Regions from separate parts of the Mus musculus genome. Here regions 2 and 3 are each linked to region 1. A link is a contact called in public HiChIP or PLAC-seq and capture Hi-C data. All regions are on one chromosome and are shown on one strand. The core of a region is the stretch at or near the end of the contact, and the rest is flanking DNA. Distances in the headings are between cores, read along the strand shown.

Region 1 (2,540 bases), core at 23-2,522:
GGGGCAGGAGTAGAGTATGAATATAATCAAATAATTGTATGAAAGTTTCAAAGAATTAAAATTTGTTTACAGTGAGAAAACAGGCTGGGTGTGGTGGCTTGAGAATTTGGTCACAGCACAGGAGGAAGCAGGTTAGTTACAAGTTCAAGGCCACCTGAGTCCACAGAGCAGATTTTAGGTCAGCTATGGCTACATAGTGAGACACTATCTCAAAGGGACAGGAAGAGGAGGAGGAGGAGCAGGAGAAGGAAGAGAAGCCAAAACAACCAGAAAACAGAACAAGGTGCCCTGTGAGAGATTCGGCCTTGAGTTGACCCTTGTTGAATTTTAGGAGCTGCTATCGAGGAAAGTGGGGAATGCTGGGTACGTGGAGGAAGTGCTATTAGCCAGGACAGGAAGTCAGGAACTACCAATTTCTCCAACCGGAAGGTGGTGAGCCTGCTAGTCAGAGAACCATAGAGCTGAGACGATGGGCTAAGGGTTTCACAGAACAGTCTTTTCCCTTGTGTTTTGTTGTTTGTTTGGGTGGGTGGTGGGTTTTTGTTGTTTTTTTCTTAAGCAGACTACACATAACTTGCAGCCCTCCTGCCTCCTGCCTCAACCTCCCCAACTGTAACTAAAGCCACATGTCCTTGAGCCCAACAAACATCCCCTTTACCACACATTTGTTCAAGTGTCAGTCCCGTTTGATGGAAGGGTAAAGGGATGGTATGTATATGAGATGTCCTGAGCAGCTGGGCTTCCAGAGCTGTTGATCACAGCCAGGGAAGGCAAGCTGAACTCCAACTTCAAACAAAGAAATCTCTCCTCCCCTCCCCCCAGCATAGCTGATGCTGGCCTCAAAATCATTGTATAGCCAAGGATAACCTTGGGCAATCATGCACTCTAACATGGGCATGCACTCTAGCATGGGCAATCATGCACTCTAACAACTGAGCTGCATTCCCAGCTCCCAAATGTCTATTTCTTGCCAAAAGAAGGCCCAGAAAGACTACACTGTCTACCCTGTCCCCCATCAGCCCCTGGATAAGATCCAAGCACACTGGAGTCCAGGCTAGCCAAAAGCATGAGAGCCACTTTTGGAGAGAGACAGCAGAAAAGCTCCGATTTTCCTGTTAAATCCCCCCATTGGCCTCAGAAATGTTAAAAATAAACTTTCACCTGCATCTGATTTCCTTTTGTTATCTCGGCCATTGTTGAACAAAGAGGTAACTGGGGCCTCTCTGGGCAGCTCATAGAGGTCACCTCTGAGCCCAGATGGGAGGGACACAGAGGATCAGCAGGAGTGTCATTAGAAATCAAAAACTCTTTAGAACTTCCAGGTTCCTGAGCTTGAACCCAGGCCCTGCAGCTTGAGCCAGCTCTGCCAGCCCTATCCGGCTCTCAGGTTTCCTCCTATGCCGTTTGCTATAGAATGGGATCCTTGGATTCTTTCCTCTGTTAGGTTTGCAACTTAGACCCCCAATCTACAGAGGGGTGATTTAAATAGGAAGAGAAAGCACAGCGTAGGCACTGAGGAACTAGTCCCTCACACTGGAAGCAGTAGATTGCCATGGACAGGATTTGGGCTAGAGAGTTGAACAGTCAGGCTCACTCAGGATAGTTACTTTCAACCTTGTGACATTATGCAAATTACTTGACCTTTCTGATCCCTTTTTCCTCTTTGTAAAACAGGCACAACGTGAATTGCCCTTAGTTGTATGGAAATTCATTTCTGGTTCAAATAAAGTTCAAAGTAGGTATTTCTAATCTGTGGGATTTTTTTATATTTTAATGTTTACCATTTTCAATTGTGTGCGTGTGCACAAACACCTTAGTGCAAGTGCCTCCCGAGGAGGTCCAAAGCATCCGAAGTTCTGGGCTCTGGAGTCACGGGTAGACTAAGCTGCTCAGTGCAGGTGCTGGGAATTAACTGGGTTCCTTGGGAAGAACAGCACACATTCTTAACTAATAGACCGTCATGTTAGCCCCTTAAAGAGATATGCTTGTTTATTTATTTAATTTATTTATCTCTTGAGTTGGGGCTGTTCTTCGACATGAAGTTTCTGTAGCTGGGGCCACCATTCCCTAAATGTAGTTTTCTGTGAGCATCAGTACATGGTGAGGATGAAGTAGCATTGCAACAGAGCTAAGAGCTGTGCACAAGCCTAGAAGCATCCTGCATCACTTCTGGGGTTTTTTTTTGTTTGTTTGTTTGTTTTGGTTCAGTTTTGGCTTTTTGAGACAGGGTTTCTCTATGTAGCCCTGAGTGTCCTGGAACTCACTCTGTAGACCAGGCTGGCCTCGAACTCAGAGCCCCCGCCTGCCTCTGCCTCCCAAGTGCTGGGATTAAAGATGTGCACTGCCCTCGCCCGGCTCCTGCATCACTTCTGATCGTAACTGGAGCATCTGTAAGTCGGCTACACAGCTGCAGTTCACTGCAGAATGTACTAGGAAATGAGGCCCAGCTGCGTGCCAGGAAGAGCAGGCATCGTCTCCCCAGTCTTTGCCACACACATTAATGAAGAAAAAGAAGAGGCTGACCTAACTGCAGACAACAG
Region 2 (2,540 bases), core at 23-2,522, 250 kb before region 1:
GGACTACCTGGCCTAGCCCCAACCCCACCGTATCAGTGAAGGAAACGCAGGTTTGGGCGAAACTGGAGTAAGCTCAGCGGGGTGGGAAGACATGGGGGGCAGACAGAAGCACTCTGCCTCCCAGGCCTGCTCAGTCTGGGAAATGAGCAGATGGTACAGAGAGCAGGATTTCAGGCTTAGAAAAAATAAAATTAGGTAGGGCCAAGTACTATGAGGACCCCACCTCTAGCCTGAGCTAGTCTCAAGGTAGAGCCTAGAAACCAAACCCAGACATAGCCATTGCCTCCAGCCCCACCTCCTCCTGCATGTACTCTTATGAGGATGCTGGGCCCACTCCTTGGGGGCCTTCAGCACCTCTGGACAGTCAACAATAGATGAAATCACCCTACTTAAACCATGCAGAATACCCAGAGGTCTCTAACAGGAAGGAAACTATGTAGGACAGCAGTCCTATTCTCTCCCATAGCAATAAGCAGTCCATAGGGTGGGGCTGGAGTCAGATGGAGGGGCAGCTTTTGGCCAGAGGGAAGGATATGGGGATGCTAGGTGTACTGGGATAGCGGGTCTGCACCCATCACTCCCTGTCTTAGGTTTAAACAACTGGCAGATTTCACCACAGATGGGTCCAAAGGTATTTGCCCCCATGTGACTACTACCTTACCATTTCTCGCCTCTATTGTGTTTTTTCCCCTGTAGAATTCTTCGGAAATTTCACTACCTGCTCAACCCCGAACAAGTTTTCAACCTGGACAATGGGGGACCTACACCAGGGTATGGACAGTCGTCTTCACTCTGCCCTGCTTTGGTCTCTGAAGAAAACACCTTTCTTTGTCTCCTGGCTTTTTCTGCCTACCCCTCACCTTGGCCCTGGTTCTTATTTAGGAAGTTGCCCTGTCTACCTTGTCTCTGAAGGAGGTGTTGATGTCAGAGGGAAACTATGACCCAGTCATTGGACGGACAGGGAGGTCACACTGCTGACTTCCTTGGACTTACTTGCAAGGCTCTTGGCTGATATCGTCGTAGTGTGTAATGATGTCACTCCAAGTCTGTCATGTCTTTTGCTATGGGAGCATTTCTGTCATTGAAACATTCTTTCCCTGAATTACCCAGCTTTGCAGAGATTACAGATCTCCTAACCCTTCTCCCACCTCCCTGACCCCTAGCCAGACAGAAAGAGCTGTTAGAGGGGAGGGGGCAGGACATAGATGGCTCATCTGAAGGTCTGGTGGGTGGAGCTGGCCTTGATGCCATTTAGCCAGTCATAGGTGGTGCCCTAGTGCCACCTGCTGGCAGCTCTGCCAGCACCAACTTCCACGTCTGATCTGAGCTTTTACACCTCCTGACCTGCATTTCTACTCTAGAGTCATTGAGATTCCTCCAAGGGGGCTGGAGTAAGGTGTCTAAAAATGGAACCTGTCCCTGTCTTTCCGTTGTCTGGCACGGAGATTATTTATAGAAATGGAAGCACGAGACCCAGTTAAAAGGAGAACGACACACAGGTGCACATTCACCAATCTGTAAAATTTACTCAGAAGTCGGTCCAGACTCTCCCAGTTGCCACATAGCCACGTGTCAACCGGTTACTGCTGGTTACTGCCAGTTACTGCCGGATAGCACCGCCATGTACCAAAACATCAAGTGCCTTTTCGGCCCTGCTCTCTCCTAGGGTATTTTAGGAGCACAGCCTTCTCGGCCTTTGATTGGTTTTCCTGTGGGTGACAAGCTCAGGGCCTACTTCCAGGGCTGCTGAGCCCAGAGCACCTTCAATGTGCCTGTTTATCTGTACGCAGACAGGCCGTCCAGCTGACGGGAGCCTCTACTCAGAATGTACTGCCTGGAGTAGGGTTCTGCAAGAGAAGGGAGAGAGAATAGTGACTTGCCAACATAGGCATCCGTGCTCAGAGCGCCCCTGGGACTCCTCAGACCATCTGTCTGGGAAGAGAGACATAACGGCACCTCAAGGTGTCCATCGGTCACATTTTCCCCCAAAGCAAGGGTTCTTGACTTTTTCTGCCAGGGACTCCAGTCACAATCTGGTAGAGTATGAACTCCATCTAAAATAATTTTTTTCTAAAGCATAATATGAAATAATATGTGATTTCCAGTGAAGCTAATTATGTTGAGAAGTGGTTACCCAAAACTAAAAAGACAAATTTGTGGTACATAAGAGAATGTCTTCTCTCAACACACTAAACAACAATACCCATAGTCAGGTTCAATAATGACTGTAAACTGAAAGCCACAAGCTCCAGAAATGATAGCATGGAACCTACAGTACAGCCTAACTGAAGTGTTGAAACAGCTGTTATATTCACTGTGACAAAGTTGCAGGTGCTATTGAAGCCTCTGTGGTCTGCTGTCTACATTCATAATTGAAAGAAATGCTAAGTGTCAGTTAGAGATCAGAGAAGATATTAACATTATATTTTCTCTTCCAAGTTCACAAACCTCTGAATTATACCCACAGACTCACCAGAAGGTCAGTGGACCCCAGGTCCTGCTCTTCCGGCTTCATGCTCCCAGGGAAAATGGGGTCTCGC
Region 3 (2,540 bases), core at 29-2,528, 210 kb before region 1:
AAGTGGGGTTCTGGGATCCTTACAGCCATAGTCATTCTGACCCTCAACCATGCGTTTCCACTGACAGAGGTAAAGATAGTTGGTTACCACCTAACATGGGAGGGGAGGTGCCTGTGGGTGGAGAGTTGACAGGACATCCTTCCTGAAGGATGCTCTTTCTCCATGGTCCAACAGCTGCCTCAGGGAGCTGACTAACTAGTGTCTGCGCCCAGTCCTATGGGTCTGTAGCCCATACAGTGACACATTTCCCTCGGAGCTGAAAAGCTCTTTTGCTACCATCTTGAAATGTTGAGCAGGTTTCCCCCCCTCCCCTTTCTTTCTTCTTTTAAAACAATACGCTGGTGCCCATGGAGATTAGAAGAGAGCTAGAGATTCCCTGGGCCTAGAGTTAGAAATGGTCGTGAGCCACCAGGTGGGTGCTGGGAATTGAATCTGGGTCCACTGCTAGAGCAGTCGGTGCCCTCAGCCACTAAGCCATCTCTCCACCCCTTAAACTACTTTTTAAAACAAAGAGCTGCGCGTATGGTCAGTTCGAGCTGGGCCCACGATGACGAAGCTCATGCCGACGGTGCGCTGTGTTTTCCTGAGACTTCCAGCACTTGTAGCAAGCAGCCTGCCTCAGACCGTTTGCCTGTTAGCGTGCCCCTTGCCTGCTTCCTGCTCCACTTCTGCAGGGTTGTGCTCCTCAAGTTGTCTCACTGACTGCTTGGAGCCTGTCTCTCGCCTGTTAGAGACCTAGGTTCTCGGCACACCCGTGTCTTTACTTACTGGGCTTCAGTCCATGGATGCTTTGCTAATGACCCCACCTTCTCGTGGAATTTGGGCCTTTACCCTTTAGAAAAACATATTCAGGCATGTGAGAAAATCTCCTATCATCTGCCCCCACCCCCACCCCAATTCGCACCCCTAAAAATCAGATGTAGAACCTTCTGTGAGAGCCATGATCCTCAAATGAGGCTGGGCCACTCCTCTGATAGGAGCATTAAGCCTGTGGCAGAGGAAGGCCTGCTCACAGGGAGTGTTCATAAACAAAACCCAAAGCCAGAGGTTCCATAAGGCTCGACTTGACTCATCTGCAGGCCTCTCCTTCTGGTTGCTGGGTTACTGACACCACGGTGGGAGGCACCTTTGTACCACCTTGGCCACAGGACAGAGGTCCAAAGGCCAAGAGCCTGTGTCTCCAGGTGATGAAGGGCCTCGGCCACCACCTACACCTGGGAGAAGCTGAGCTGCCAGATCTCCTAATTTACACATAAATGCGCTCGCTGCCTGGGAGCTGGGGCTGAGCTCCCAGCTGAGTGTGGTAAACAGATCTGTGTGCTCTCCCCCTCTTGGCACTGTCCTCGGCTGGGGGTCTTTTAAATATCCCCGAAAGTGAGGAACTGCCCTGCCTAACCGCGGCCAGCTGCAGGCCCACAGCGAGTTCTTGTTCTCCCTGCAGCTGGCCTTGACACGGTGCCCAGAATACAGCAGCTCCTCTCCCCTGCCTCTTTGGCCCGCCCCACTGGCTCCAGGCTGGCCATGCTCAACAGTCCCCTTGGGGTCGAGGACACAGCCACACTTCCTCAACCACACAGGGAGTTGGTGGCAAATGGCAGCGGTGCCGCGGGAGGGGTGGGCTGTCATGCTGTGCATGCTTCGAGCTTTAACAAGCACTTCCTGTTTTCCTTATCTCTTAATAATCACTCTTTTCACTGTTTATTCATGAGAGTAAGCGTTTGGGCCTTGGGGCTAGGATGACATGTGACGGTGGGTTGGTTGACAGTGGATTAAGACAGGCACCATTTCTACACCCAGAGGACAGTGGTGGGTAGTCCCAGGTGGTGTGATCAAAAGAAGACTCTGAAGGACAGCAGGGGAGGGCCAGATGAAGGTAGGTAGGTGAGTGACAGATCTGAGGAGCGAGCCTCTGGAGGTACATGAGAGAGAAGCTTCCAGATGTGGTCACTCCACACCACAGCCTGCAAAGGATTCACCAGCTCCTGGTCAGCCAACTCAGGAGGACTCCATTCAGATCCTGATGCTGCTCTTCACTACATCCCAAGCTGTAACAGCAGGAAACCATCCCCACTGCCTGGAAACACAAGCGGAGACTGGGAGACTGGGAGACTGAAAGAGAAAAGAGGGAAGAGATGAAGGGACAAGATAAGTCAGTACTTCAACTGCCTGCCTTAACATCTCAGTGTCTTATCTGATAACCCAGGGAGACAGTACTAGTACATGTTTAAAGTAAGGCTCAGATGCGTCCAGGAACTGGGAAGAGAAGACTCCAGGTGTTAGAAACTAGTAAATACATTTATCCATCAGGTGCTAAAACTCAGCAACTCTTCCAGCCTTGGTGTCTTCCTCCTTCCTGGTGTGAGTGTGGGTGTATTTATGTATTTGTGTACATGTGTGTATAAGTCAGTATTTGTGTGTGTATGTATGTGTGTGCATGCGAGTGTATATATTTGTGTAAGTTGTATGCATGAATGTGTGTACACATTTGTGTGCATGTCTTGTATACAGCATCTTTTTGTGTATGCATATATGATGTATGT

What was found. HiChIP or PLAC-seq counts read pairs in DNA pulled down with a chosen protein or histone mark. Capture Hi-C pulls out chosen DNA fragments and counts their contacts.
Region 2: a contact with region 1 is called in an H3K27ac HiChIP or PLAC-seq map of embryonic stem cells, with 14 times the contacts expected there. The contact joins two enhancer-like sites. A contact is called at or near these places in 2 of 39 promoter capture datasets (both in embryonic stem cells), 8 of 15 datasets of contacts at CTCF or cohesin (the NIH/3T3 cell line, embryonic stem cells, hippocampal excitatory neurons and 3 more), 262 of 484 Hi-C or Micro-C datasets (the 4T1 cell line, the 63-12 cell line, 8-cell embryo and 130 more), 24 of 115 datasets of contacts at active chromatin or transcription factors (the HPC-7 cell line, PVALB interneurons, T-cell acute lymphoblastic leukemia and 12 more) and 2 of 9 other capture datasets (embryonic stem cells and liver).
Region 3: a contact with region 1 is called in a capture Hi-C map of embryonic stem cells, with 4 times the contacts expected there. The contact joins two enhancer-like sites. A contact is called at or near these places in 1 of 39 promoter capture datasets (cranial neural crest), 2 of 484 Hi-C or Micro-C datasets (bone marrow-derived macrophages and granulocytes), 8 of 115 datasets of contacts at active chromatin or transcription factors (the 230-238 cell line, VIP interneurons, acute myeloid leukemia and 3 more) and 2 of 9 other capture datasets (embryonic stem cells and macrophages).

What each region holds. Positions count from the first base shown.
Region 1 is chr16:22,311,618-22,314,157 of GRCm38.p6, reverse strand. No RefSeq gene overlaps it. Among named protein-coding and RNA genes, the nearest start is that of Tra2b, 47 kb to the right of the region's middle. Within about 2 kb of position 1,272, at least 8 of the 459 cell types and tissues checked have an H3K27ac peak or open chromatin away from gene starts, as enhancers often do. A contact at or near this core is called in embryonic stem cells, where this site is marked.
Region 2 is chr16:22,563,518-22,566,057 of GRCm38.p6, reverse strand. Dgkg (diacylglycerol kinase, gamma) reads left to right here. Exons shown (of 25, transcript NM_138650.2): 16 at 697-771. Among named protein-coding and RNA genes, the nearest start is that of Gm41433, 20 kb to the left of the region's middle. Within about 2 kb of position 1,272, at least 21 of the 459 cell types and tissues checked have an H3K27ac peak or open chromatin away from gene starts, as enhancers often do. A contact at or near this core is called in embryonic stem cells, where this site is marked.
Region 3 is chr16:22,516,814-22,519,353 of GRCm38.p6, reverse strand. All of the region lies in intron 21 of Dgkg (diacylglycerol kinase, gamma), which reads left to right. It overlaps 9230117E06Rik (RIKEN cDNA 9230117E06 gene), which reads right to left. Exons shown (of 2, transcript NR_130988.1): 2 at 1,669-2,109. Among named protein-coding and RNA genes, the nearest start is that of 9230117E06Rik, 6.6 kb to the right of the region's middle. Within about 2 kb of position 1,278, at least 165 of the 459 cell types and tissues checked have an H3K27ac peak or open chromatin away from gene starts, as enhancers often do. A contact at or near this core is called in embryonic stem cells, where this site is marked.